2 separate regions of the Gossypium arboreum genome follow, and region 1 is linked to region 2. The links are chromatin contacts, called in public Hi-C maps. All regions are on one chromosome and are shown on one strand. The core of a region is the stretch at or near the end of the contact, and the rest is flanking DNA. Distances in the headings are between cores, read along the strand shown. Region 1 holds the start of LOC108486226 (DExH-box ATP-dependent RNA helicase DExH9). Region 2 has its middle 41 kb from the start of LOC108484737.

Region 1 (7,090 bases), core at 1,588-4,087, 240 kb after region 2:
AACTTATCTGATTAGTCCTAGGCACACATTTATCGGTTTATCTGACTAACACTGGGCGCAAACTCTTTCGCGGACTATCCGCTAGGCACCGGGTGCCGTGTACCAACTGGACTATACAGCAAGGTGTTATGAATTATCTAAGAAGGATGGTTATAAGTATTACTAAAGAAGCTTATATTTACTTATGTATATACATTTATTCATTAGAAGATATGATATATTCTTGAGTTAGATTATTAAAGTTGTGAAATAAATTCAAATGCTTTAGATATACTTATGGTTATTCGAATAAGTGAAGTTGCTTAATGTGGATTGGTTTATGCCATAATATAAGTAAATTGTTGACTGATATATGCAAAGCTACTCATATAGCAAGTTATGTGAATTAAGATATATGTTCAAACCAACTAAAGGTGAATACTTGTGAAAATTGAGTATAGCATGAAATAATGTGATGAAATGCATGAAATTGAAATGGTGATATATTTTAATTGTATGTTTAGATAGTAGTATGATGATATAATTCAATTTGAGCATTCATGTATCATATCATGTCTTAAAGTATTCGGATTATAGAAATATCACTGAATTTTACTCAATGTGCAATTTTGTTTTCCGTGCGCAGGTTAGGTACTCTCTTTTGATCATGGACTCAGCGTCCAACAACAACCCCGATCTCAAGTGTGGTGATGTTTAATTTTGTAATGGCATGTATCTAGGATGTCTTTGGTTGTTAGTTGTTTTGCGAATGTGATGTAAATTGAGTTATAAGTATATGTTTATGTTTGAAGCTAAATGTTAGTATGTGTTTTGACCAAAGGCTTGATTTGTGTATGAAACTTAAAGCTTGATGTCTTAAGTAGCTTTATGTTAGGCTAAATTGAGCGATCTTAGCATACTTTAAACTTTGATTTGGATGATGCATTGTTGATGTGTTTTTGATAATATAAAATGTGGTACCAATGAGGGTACATTGGCTAGGCACTTAGGATGATTGTTTTGGCATGTTTTAAGTATGTTTAATTGTATTTTGAATAGGTTAAATGATTGGTATTTGAATTGCTTAAGGCCCAACTAAGCTTGAAATGGTAAACTTGTTGTTTAAGGTACATATTAGGTCCACACAGCCAGAGACAGGGGTGTGTGAATCGACTGTGTGAGACACACGGCTTAGCAACACGGCTGTGTGTCACCTTTTGAATGCTTAAGGTGCAAGTCAGTTAGTTACATGGCCCAGCACACGGCCTGGCACATGGGCGTGTAAAGCTATTTCGAGAGTTACACAACCTGACACACAAGCGTGTGACACGGCCGTGTGACCCTACTCAGTGAGTTACACGGGTAAGGACACGAGCTGGGACACGACCGTATGTCTCTAGTTTAAAGGTTACACAGCCTGAGACACAGACGTGTGTCTCAGCCGTGTGGGCACATGGCCGTGTGAACTCTGTTTTCAATTTTTGTGAATTTTTCCAAAGCTTTCTAAATGATTTCAAATTGGTCTCGATTTGTTTCTAAAGTATTTTTAAGGCTCCGAGGGCTAGATTTATAGACAATATGTGTATGTAAGAATGGTTTAAGTTATGTTTATGATTTTTGAATGAAATTAATTATAAATGTTCTAATTGTATAGTAATGCTTGTAACCTTAATCCGTAATAGAAAGGGGTTAGGGGTGTTATAGTTTACGAAAATGAGGTTCTAAAATTGTGTTTTTCAACACCAGTAAAACTCGAGTCGTTACATATACCTTTAACCCAGCTTGGGCATGTGGTAATAAAGAAGTGACCAGAAGCCACCCATCTATAAATACCCCAAGGCACAAAATAGAAAAGGGGTACTCTTTTCTTCATTCTAAAACCCCCTATCATAATAGGCCCTCACCCCCTTTTTTATTCTACTACTTTCTGGCTCTACACCTTGTAAAGGTGAATCGACCTCCTCACCACCCCTACCTTCTCCACCCTTATTGATATTTTTTATCAACACAATTTAATAAACAAATAGACTCCATTATTTCTCTCTCTTGTAAAACCCTAACTCTCTATTTTTTCTTAATCTTTTCCATTCTCTTCAAAACCCTTTTTGCTATCTTTTACGAATATATTATTCTTCTAGTATACTAAAAAAACTAATCTTTACATAGTAATGTTACAAAAATTAATGTGTAATTTTTTTAATATGATTAGATATTTTTAGAATAAACTACATCGCAAGTCACTCTAAAACAACGTCGTTCTTATTTTGGTCACTCTAATTTTTCTTATCAATTTGGTCACTCTAATTACGATAATTGCTCGAATTGGTCACAGTCGTTAAAAATTCTTTTAATCCACTAATGAATTGATAATGTTGCATTTGTTTTTATTTTTGACTAAAATTAGAGACATTTCAATAATTAGTCCAAAACAATATTTTTTTGGGTTTATTTGCTTCCGTTCTCCATGCCTAACTTTTTATATAGGAGAGCTTTACAACTTTTGGGGAAGATTTTGATAATCTTTTGGAGTTCTATATGAATCTAAACTGGTCACCACCATCATCATTATCGAAATTCAAAAAAGAAAAAGTGAGAGAAGGTTATAATCTTTGACGAAAATGATTGTTATCAGAATTGAAAATTGGTAACAAAAAGGAGAAACTTGAAGAAGAAGAGCTTAAAAAGGTGATATAGAAAGTTATAAATTTAAACTAAAGCGACCTTCGTTGTCACCGAAACTCGAAAAAGAGCTTGTTAAACCATAAAAAGAAGAGCCTAATAAGGCAACAAAAAGGTATAAACTTAAACAAAATCAACCACTGTCTTAATAGGAACCCGAAAGAGAGATCGGTAAACTCGAAAATGAGCTTGAAAATGTGATACAAAGCTATTATGTTCTATCGAAAAATCTATCAAGAGTTCACAAAGCTGGGATTAATGAAGTTGAGAAATAAGTGTTGAATTTTAGTTGTTTTTGAAAAAGTTCATAGAGATTTCTAACTTTAGTAAAAAAAAAAAAGAAAATACCACGTTAAACAATCCATTACCGAAATAAGGAAATTTAAAAAAAATTATACAACCCTATTGCCATATAATATAAGCTATTGTTTATTAAGTTGGGATGTTTAAAATGTGAAACATAGCTCGGATGTGTTTTTCGATTGCCTAAATTATTGTGTAATTTAAAAGACTTACTCGCTCGGTCTTTTCTTTCTCTTTTTATTCGTGTTTGAGTTTGTTTGGTTTTCCCCTAAGTTGCCGCCGCTGCCGCTGGATAGAATCTTTTCTTTCCCTCTCTTCCTAAGAAGTCCTGAAGAAGATAAGTAAATGGAATCCTTGAAGAGGAAGTCAGATGAGGGTATATCCTCTGAGTCTCCTCCGCCGCCGCAGAAGAAGAAACATCACGGTGAAGACGTCTCACCGTTGGCGGAGGAAGCCGTCGGATGTGTCCATGATGTTTCATATCCTGAAGGTTATGTTCCTTCTGCTTCCTCTTTACAATTTCCAGCTGACTCTAAACCTGCCAAGGAGTTTCCTTTCACGCTTGATCCCTTTCAGTCTGAAGCTATTAACTGCCTCAATCGTGACGAATCTGTCCTTGTAAGACATTCTTTTGTTTTTCTTGTTCTTTTCTGACACAACAAAGAAAGTAGAGAAAGTGAAATGCTAGTTTCAATACAGGTATCGGCACATACATCAGCAGGCAAAACTGTAGTAGCTTTATATGCTATTGCTATGTCTTTGCGGAATAATCAGCGTGTTATATATACTTCACCTATTAAGGCTCTCAGCAATCAGAAGTATAGGGAGTTTAAAGAGGAGTTTTCCGATGTCGGTTTGATGACTGGAGATGTTACAATTGACCCTAATGCTTCTTGTTTGGTTGGTACTTTACTTGCTATCCGTCTCATATTACGTTTTCTCCTTTAGTATTTGATTTTTTCATATGTTCCCAACTGTTTGATTTTCAGGTGATGACCACGGAAATCTGGCGAAGTATGCAGTATAAAGGGTCCGAGATTGTTCGTGAGGTGGCATGGGTTGTTTTTGATGAAGTGCATTACATGCGTGATCGCGAGAGAGGTGTTGTCTGGGAAGAGAGTATTGTTATGGCACCGAAGAACTCTCGATTTGTATTTCTTTCAGCAACTGTACCTAATGCGAAGGAATTTGCTGATTGGGTGGCCAAGGTGGTTAATGTTTGCTTTAATTTATTCACCAACTTTCAACTTGAATATAATTAATCAATGCTCTTTAGCCAGCTTATCTTTTTTGAATAGCAGCAAACTTATTTTCATTTCTCTTAGTAGGGTATATTTGTAACATGTACAAGCTTGGTGTTTTGTTTATCTTTTTCCCTCCATAAATAGAAAGTAGGAAAGTTTTCTTTGAGGAACTATGAGGAGAACAGTAAAAAATAAACTACATAAAACAACCCAGCACAAATCTGAAATTCTTGATTTTAAATCTTATTATTAAAACATTATTTTAAAAAAAATTATTATAGTTAACATGATTGATGTTAGTTGCCTGTGACATATTTAGTCTTTCCATTGGTCAACCTTGATTCTACTATTTTGATCTTTGAGTTGGTAAGGTCCTGCCAGCATAGACCCTGTAGACTGGTTTGTTTGCTTTAGTCTTTTAAGAGCGGTTTTAAGCTTGTTTATGGGTGATATGTTTTTTCTCAACCCTGCTTTTTTGCAACTTTTAGTAAAGATTTAAGAAAATATATCAGAAGCATATTAACTTTGTGTTTTCATTTCCTTTGAAACATTCCTGTGTGAAATACTAGTCCTAACCCTAATGATCCCTGCTTTTGATTTTTGTGAATGGATTTTGTATCTAGAAAGTGATTATGAATCTTGAGGACATTATAAACTTCTTTGTTTTTGAGTAGGATGCTTTTGGGATCAAGCACATAGATTTCATCACTAGGTGGTTCTATAGATCATTAACTTTATAACTTGTTTAATTGTTTAAATATGTCTGCTTATTGATTCTGTGGTTGCAGGTCCACAAACAACCATGCCACATAGTTTACACCGATTATAGGCCAACCCCTCTTCAGCATTATATTTTCCCTGCTAGAGGTGATGGTCTGTTTTTGGTGGTAGATGAGAAAGGAAAATTTCGGGAGGATAGCTTTCAGAAAGCGTTAAATGCATTAGTTCCTACAAGTGAAAGTGACAAGAAAAGAAATAATGGTAAATCACAAAATGGGTTAGTGATGGGAAAAGTTAGTGAACAAAGTGACATCTTCAAGTTGGTGAAAATGATCATTCAGCGACAGTACGATCCTGTAATAATTTTTAGCTTTAGCAAAAGGGAATGTGAATTTCTTGCAATGCAGGTGGGTCTCAAAAGAACCTTTTGTTATTTTAATATGTATATTGTTGGTATAGGGAAGAAATGGGTGGATGGCATGTCTTCTTTCCTCTTACAACCCAAAAGATCCCCAACTATATTAGTATGTTTTAAAAAGAATCCTTGCTCAACATTGTGCTAGATATAATGTTGGTAAGTTAGTATTATAAATATGCTCTATAGTTATTAGACACCTACATCAAGTTTGGCTCAGTGGTTGTTGCTTATACAATAGACTGTTTTTGAGGGTCATTTCCTCCTTTTTTCTTATCCTAATTTTTTGTTTCTAAATTTCTTGATTTATTCCCTTTAGGAGCATGCGCCGGTTTTTCTATTGTTAAGTAATTTATTTATTTCTTTTTATTATCTTAATTGTCTTGTTATTTTCTTATGTTTTTAATTTAGATGGCAAAGATGGATTTAAATGATGACGATGAGAAAGGAAATATAGAAACAATCTTTTGGAGTGCCATGGATATGCTTTCTGATGATGATAAGAAGCTACCTCAGGCAAGTTGTTATTCCTGAAATCTGCAAGATGTGTTTGAATGTGAATTTAAAAATGGTTGCACTTGTAAGGTTGCAATTGAATATTTACGACTGTGTATCAAACTGTAATTTTATTATTGTTGCCTGGTTACCTCCCAAATTGATAGCTACTTGTGTTGAAATCATTGTCTTTTATTAGTTAGTTTTGACCATCAATCCTTTGAGTTATAAGCTGTTTGCAAATGTTGTATTTAATTAGAAAAAGTTCCCATTTTCTACTTTGTAATTTGTAATTAGATATAAAAAAATTGGTATCAGAATCTTGTTGCAAAATTCTGTTATCAAGCTTATTTAGAAATATATTTTTTTGAATTATCTGTGGGCTTTTACAATCGCTCTTGAATACTGTGCTGCTGTGTGGAGCATTTACATTCCCATGTGATGGAAGCAATTTGAAAATTTGTTTTGGTTTTGATTGATTGATTTTTTAAAGTGTTGGTGTTAAACATGTTTTATGGTTTTCTGAAAAAAAAAAAAAAAGAGAAGAATATTCAGAAAAGAACAGAGAAATGAAATGGAAACTCATCGGCATATGCATGGATGTGTTTTGACATGGAAAGTTATATTTTAGATTTAGACTCTATTCTATTATGACATGTAAATTCGTTTTGCTCAGATATTTGTTATGCCTTTTATGAGATGCTTTTACAGGTGTCAAACATGTTACCGCTTTTGAAACGTGGAATAGGTGTGCATCATTCTGGTTTGCTTCCAATTTTAAAGGAAGTGATAGAGATATTATTTCAGGAAGGACTGATTAAGGTTGGGAATACACACTCAAGTTATATCTTAAAGTTAGTGCATATGTTCAAGGTTTAATGATTGACTGTAACATTATCGTATTGACTGGCTTAATTACTGAAGTTATGTACAGTTGTGGAATTTTCAGTTATCAGATTAAATTGATAACTAGCAGTATGTTGGCTAGTTTGCATGCAGTCTTCTTTTGCTCAAAAAGTTTTACCCTTTGTTCACTGTACTATTCGTCTTTCTTGATTTTTTGCTGGAAGTGTATTGACTGTCTGTATTTGAGTTTTCCAACTGTTTTTGTTAAGGTGCTTTTGTATATCTGGAATCTGGTCATTGCATTTGTGGACATACTCACTTTACATCTGTAGAAAGTATGTAACTCCCAGACCTCCTTTTCCCCTGTGCTATTTATGATTTTCATTATCTTCAGTTTATTGAGTGTCTC
Region 2 (7,165 bases), core at 1,992-4,491:
GAAACTCCCACTCTGATTGCCTCTTATCAGCCAACTGCTTCGCTGAGCTCTTTGCAAATGAAATCTCATCATGTGTCTAGTTGCCTCACGATGTTGTAACCCCCGATTAACAGTAGTCATCAAAGAAGAAACAGCTAAATAAGATATGTGATGGGGGGTTCCTGGCTATAGAAAGCCTCATAAGGGGTGTGTTGGATAGTCGTCTGAAAGGTAGTATTATACCACTATTCTGCTAATGGTAGCCATAAAACCCGTTCGAAGGGCCATTCCCCTGACATACACCTCAAGTACCCTTCTAAGCACCGATTTAACACCTTCGTTTGACCATCGGTCTAGGGGTGATACGCAGTGGAAAAGTGTAGCTTAACCCCTAGGTGTTTGAATAAGGCTTGCCAGAAGGAGCTGATGAAAATTTTATCACGATCATATTTGAGACATTTAGGGACTTCATGAAACATGTATATTTGGTCCAAATATAATTGAGCCACAATAATAGCAGTAAAAAGGTGAGACATTGCTAAAAAATGTCCATATTTGGTGAGTCTATCCATCACAACAAGGATAGTGTGTTTTCCCTTAGATACAGGCAGTCCTTCAAAATCTAAGCTGAATGCAGCCCATGCTCGATCAAGAATAGGGAGAGGCTAAAGCAAACCTGGATATGCTAATGAATCATACTTATATCTCTGACAAACCCCACATTCTCGTTCCCACTACTTTACATCCTTTGAGAGGCCCTTCCCATATAACAGACTTGAAATTCTATGTTTGGTGGCATTGACCCCAAAGTGTCCTCCAACAACTTCACTATGGAACATATCAAATATCTTCTTTCTGAGTTCCAAATTGTTCCCTATCACTGCTTTGCCCTTCCTTCGCAAAATTTTCCCATCCCATGACTATTTGGAGTGGAGTTGAGGGGCCTACTATAAGTCCAAACAAATCTGCTGCAACCGAGTGTCAGTGAAACCAGCATCCAAAATTTAACCCCAAGTCTCAGACCAGGAAACACTTGTAATGCATTGGAACATTTGACCTTCATGGGAATGGTCGCGTCATGAAAGTGCCTCAGCTACCACGTTCTGTCCTCCTTGTCTGTAAGATATGGTGTAGTCATAGTCAAGCATTTTAGCCACCCACTTTTGCTGATAAAGGGTTATGGCCTGCCTGTCCGAGCGAAACCTCAAGCTGTAGTGATCGATTTTATTGTGAAAATGCCTCCCTATCAAATGAGGATGCCACTTTTTGCAAGGTAGCAAGACTGCCAGCATCTCCCTGTCATAAATAGACAAGGCTTGTTGCCTAACCCTTTACTGGAATAGGCAATAGGATGACTCTTTTGTTGTAAGACAAACCCTATCCCCTGACCACAGGCATCTGCTTTAACATAGAATTCCTCATCAAAATTTGGGAGGATCAAAACCGGTGCTTGGGTGATTGCTGCTTTGAGCTAATCAAAAGATGTCTCAGCATTATCAGACCACTGCCAAAGTACCTCATTCTTTAGCAAACATGTTAACGGTTTGGCTATGACTCCATAATGTCTTAAAAATCTTCTATAATTTCCTGATAGGCCCAAAAAAACCCCATGGATCCTTGACTGAAGTTGGAGAAGGCCATTGAAGAACTCCTTTAATTTTTGTAAGATCCATTTAAACTGCTCCTGCAGAAATGATATGTCCCAAGTATTCCACCTGAGTAGTACCAAAGGAACATTTGCCTTTCTTAGCAAATAGCTGGTGTTGCCTCAGGATGCTCAAAACTTCCTTCAAATGCCACAAATGCTTAATCCAATTGGTTGAATAAACCAAAATTTCATAAAAAAACTAATATTAACTTCCTCAATAAGGGCTTAAAAACACTGTTTATTAGGGATAAAAGCTAGAGGGTGCGTTTGTCAAGCCAAATGGCACGACTAAGAATTCATAGTAACCCTCATGAGTGTGAAACGCAGTCTTATGAATGTCATCCTCCCACATGCAAATTTGGTGATTGCCCAAACAGAAATCCAATTTGGAAAAATAAGAAGCTTGCCCCAGTTCATCAAGTAACTCCTCAATAACAAGAATTTGAAATTTGTCCTTTACAGTTAGCTGATTAAGCTGTCTATAATCCACACATAAACACCAACTTCCATTTTTTTATACCATAACAATGGGTGAAGCAAATGAACTGTTGCTATCCCTCACGATTCCAGCTTACTACATTTTTTGGAAAAGTCTTTTGATCTCATTTTTTTGAACTGCAGGGTACCTTTAGGGTTTAACCTTGATCACCTAAGACTCATAATGCAAGGGAATTCTATGGTCCTGAATTCGAACAGCAGGAAGTCCCTTAGGAACTTGAAAACATCATCAAATTCAACTAAAATCAACACAATGTCCTAATGCAAAGACTAAGATGGTAAGGACAACGCAGCTTGAGCAGTAATAGCAAGTAACATAGGACTACGGCCTTGGCCTAGCAAACTGAAACACATGGAAAATTGAGTGCACAATATCAAGTGAAGCTAGCCAAGAAGAATTCCTTGAAGACCAAATGTCTGTTGTGAATGCTTGAACTTCATTGTCAGAGACAAAAGAAATTCTATACAATCGATCCTAGGGATAAAAGCCAGTGAATTCTAAGAACTAAATCACACCCTTTGATACATAAAACCATGAAGTCAGTGGAAAATGTAGACCCTTGTGCCTCCCAAACCACAGATCGACAGATACCTTGAGTTGCTAAATGGATCCCATTAGCAACCATGACTTTGAGTTTACAAGAAGGTTCCACTGGAAGATACAACCTCTTGACCATTCGAGAATCGATAAAATTGTGCATGCTCCCCGAGTCAACAAGAATAATAACTTCCATCTGTCTAATACAAGCTGCTAAACGCATGGTGTTAGGACCCTGAGATCCGTTGAGAGCATGTAAGGATACTACTGGTGCCGTAGAGTCAACTTCACCTTCTAAGGTGTCCAATTTTTCAGGGCAGTCTTGGAAATCCTCTAAAAAAGGACTGATTAACTCAATGGATGGTTCGTTTGAAGACTCGATCACCAATTGGTATAATTGGGATTTGACACACTTGTGTCCTGGAGTATACTTCGAAGCACACCAAAAATAGAGTCCATTTTTTCCTTCTATCACCCATTTCAGACTGAGAGAGGGCCTTAAGGGGGGGCGGTGGGGTTTTGGTACTATGTAAATTAGGAGTTGGCTCCTGGTTACCATAGCATTTCCAAGACTGTAGACACCCATTTTTGTCCAAGCCCGATTAGGGCCCCATTTAAAATTTTATTTTTTCTTAGGCCGTTCAAAGCCTACCTGATTTTAGATTTGAGATTTTTATTTTTTATTTTCTTTTTATTTTCTTTCTTTTTTGACCTATCAAAGGTCCAAATTATTATTATCATCACTATTACAACTATTATTATTAGTAAATATTATTATTATTAACATTTTTTAAAAATAAGCAAGATTAAAAAATAATATATAAACATGAAATGAAATGAAAAAAAATGAGGCTTTTCATTATTTTTGTCTTAAAAGGAAAGGTAAAAAAAGAAAAACACAACAACTTCAAGCATTCTATTTTTTTTTCTTTTCTTCTATTTTTTTTTGACATAGGCATGTCATGAGGGATCGGATTTTGGATTCCAATGAATGGGACGTCACCGGATAGTTGGTCCTCCGTCCCTAGGAGCCCTCAAAAACCTCGTTTTTCTCTCCCCTTTCTAAAAGAAAGGTTTCTTTCTTTCTTTTTTTTTAAATTTAAAAAAAAGGCCTAATTTTGGGAAAAGTTTTGATTTTTTTTACAAAGAGAAAGTTTAGATTTTAATAAATAAAAATCTGTATTTTTTAGTTATTTTAAATGAAATTTTAAATTTTTAAAACAAAGTTTTGATTTTTTCAACTATTTCAAGGTAAAAGCTAATCTTTAAGAAAAATAGTGTTTTTTTAAAAGAGAAAGTTTAGATTTTGAAAAATAAAAATATGTTTTTTAGTTATTTTACAGGAAAGTTTAAAATTTTAAAATAAAGTTTTGATTTTTTCAACTACTTCAAAATAAAAGCTTTAATCTTTAAGAAAAATAGTATTTTTTAATAAAAAAGGAGAAAGTTTAGATTTTGAAAAATAAAAATATATTTTTTAAGTCATTTTAGAGGAAAGTTTAAAATTTTAAAACAAAGTTTTGATTTTTTTAATTATTGCGAAATAAGGTTTTGATTTTTAGAAAATTAATTATTTTTTTCTAAATAAAACTTTGACTTTGCAAAAAATAAAAATAAAAATTCTGGCCACCGTATATGGCGGCTGCACCACCGGAGGCCGGAGAGCCCAACGACTCTCCGATGGTGGAGCCACGGCCAACATAGAAGTTGGAAGAGAAAGAGGAAGAGGTTTTTTTTTTCATTTATAGGTGCCAAAAATGTGTAATTTATTTCTACCCCCTTACTTTTTAAATTTACAAAAAATACTTCGTTTTCTATAGCAGCACCTTCGCTTTCTGACCTATTTACACCTGTAACCCTTTTATTTATTTAAACTTTCGATTCAATCTGAAATTTAAAAATTAAAAGCAAATTAATTGCTACATCAGTCATCTGTCTTCCGCATTTTTTTATCTTTTAGTCCTAAAATCAAGCTATGTCATTTTGTTTCTATCTTTAATAAATAATTTACACTTATATCTTCCTTATCACTTGCATTTATACATTATATATTTAATGTTAATTATGCACTTTATTTTAATGTTTTATATTTATTCACACTTGTGTAATTTTATTTATTCTTATTTAGTTTTATTTATTTTCATGTCTATTTATATTTTTTACACATTTTAATATTATTTATTTATGTTACTTTGATTCTTTTATTGTATTAGGAATAATGTGTATTATTGTTATTATTATTATTATAACCATCATGTTAATGTCTTATTTATTTTATTTATTTAATTTTTTTATTATTGTCATTTTGGAAGAGATTTAACTTTTATTAACTTTAGCCAATTTCATTAATTTTCCTATTTTATTACTATTCATTTTAAAAGAGGGAATTTTAGGTCATTTTTCCATCCTATAATTGTTGACATGAAGTTAGTTAAGTAGGTGTTATATTTTAATAAAACCATAAGGTTTTTACATTTAAATTTGGTTAGCCTTAAGATCTTACCTACCATTTACCTTAGAAAAATTTTAAATAATATGTAAGATATTTTTTAGGGTTTTAAATTAATTTTAAATATCGTATAGGATTAGAATCTTAAGTTAATATGCAAATATTTTTAGGACTTTATTCAAGATTAAAACTAAAGATTTTTGTAGGTGAATTGTAAATCATGAGTAGGTCTTTCTAAGTATTTTATTTTAGAAACTTTTTAAGAAAGCTAAAATGTTATTTAAGATTTATTATTTTAGAATTTTGACGAATTTAAATCTTAGATCAGAATTTTAAAGTAAGATAAATCATAAACCCGACATAGAATACTTTCGTAAGATCTTGATAGGTTCAACGATATTAATTAAATATTTTAAATAATAATAAAAATAAAAGATCGAATAAGTTGTAAATGTATTTTAATATTTCTCTTAATTCATTGGTAATTTCTAGGGTTTTTAGAATTTTAAAATAGAATTAATTTTAGGAATGAAAGGTATTTTACTAGAATTATTTAGGTATCCTTTAGGGTTTCTGTTAAAAGTAAAAACCTCTAATTTAAGTTTCAAATTAGACAAGTTTGGTGAACACATCTTAATCGAGCTACAAGTAAACCGGAGGCCTTTTTTTTTAGAGTTTTATTTAAGATTTCCATAAGATTTAAGCCTAGATTAAAACATTACTATGTTTAAATAAAAAAATCTAGCTCCTAAGACCCTGTAGGACTATCCCCGAATAGGTGTTGTGGGGATGCTATAACCTTCCCCACACGTAACCATACTCCCGAACTATCATGAGATCAAGTTTAGACTTTTAGGATTTTTCGTAGTATTAATTCTAGACTTTTAGACGATAAGTGGCTAATCAACCTAGCCCTAATTGGTTAGTGGCGACTCTATGTAAATTTAGGCCCTCCGTGTCTAGCATTGCTTACTAGGCCCCAGTACCTTTATGTAGGCAAAATTATGATAGCTTGGTGACTCTACTAGGGAGGTTAATGAGTCGACTTACTTAAGTTTAAGAGTTAGGTTTCTTAGTATTTATACATATTAGATTTATTTATTCGTATATTCATTTATTTAATTGTCTAATGTCATTTTAAATTGTTGAATATGTGTTAAATATTGATTTATTTGTTCATTTCATTTACTTATCTTATTTTGATTTGTATGCCAATGTGTTTGGTTATTCTTTTATCGATGATATCGATTAATTTGTATGTTGACTCTACTGTAGTAGGGCGGCTATAATTGTCTTTCATGTTGCATCTTGATTTCGGTCCTATGCCCGGGCCCATCCCATTTAGGAGGAGTAGCCTTAGGCTTTCATGTGACAATATGTCATCGCATAAGTTTAAGGACTACTCTATGGTTATGATGGACATAGATGTTCATGTAGAAAATGCTACTGTGTACTCTATGGAAGTCTTACCACCCAAGGGCCAACCCTTTTTGAAGGGGAACGCATCCATATGGATGTCGTATTTAAGCCTTGGGTTCCCCGTGCATTAGAGTCAGTCGTAAGCCAGCATGTAATGACCATTTTAAATGTGAAACCTAGACATAAGAGTTGTACCTTACCCATCGAAATAATAGCCTATAGGACCTCATGAGCATTTATTTGTATGTTTTGTGTTTGAATTTTTTTTCTTCACAATGCTTTATGATTTAATTTTGTAATTTTTTTTGACTTTATTGTTTTTTTTATTGACTTTTTTTTCTTGTGTCTGTGTTTCTCCATGGCATAATTCATGCATCATTTAAATACCTGGGGCATAGTGTCACATCTATATTCGACATGAACACACTTCGAGAAGATTCAGTTGTTCAGCATGGGGTAGAAAATATAAGGATAATAGCGAGAATGTCAGAGGATAATCAGAGTAGAGAAGGCGATTGCCAGATAGCTTGTTTTGACTAGAGCTAGCCTCAGATAGTTTGCATGGACTGTAGGAGGAATCGTGAAGATGAGTTAAAGGGGATATGGCAATCATGGTGATGTAGCACAGTTTCTG

What was found. A called contact is a pair of places that touch in the nucleus more often than the background predicts.
Region 1: a Hi-C map of leaf shows a contact between it and region 2, with 2.5 times the contacts expected there. The contact joins the promoter of LOC108486226 here to the enhancer-like site in region 2. A contact is called at or near these places in 2 of 5 Hi-C or Micro-C datasets (both in leaf).

What each region holds. Positions count from the first base shown.
Region 1 is chr6:15,366,130-15,373,219 of ASM2569848v2, forward strand. LOC108486226 (DExH-box ATP-dependent RNA helicase DExH9) reads left to right here and starts at 2,838. Exons shown (of 14, transcript XM_017790148.2): 1 at 2,838-3,579; 2 at 3,661-3,861; 3 at 3,951-4,169; 4 at 4,994-5,332; 5 at 5,752-5,856; 6 at 6,547-6,657. The coding sequence starts at 3,307.
Region 2 is chr6:15,128,135-15,135,299 of ASM2569848v2, forward strand. No RefSeq gene overlaps it. Among protein-coding and RNA genes, the nearest start is that of LOC108484737, 41 kb to the left of the region's middle. Within about 2 kb of position 3,242, at least 2 of the 2 cell types and tissues checked have an H3K27ac peak or open chromatin away from gene starts, as enhancers often do. A contact at or near this core is called in leaf, where this site is marked.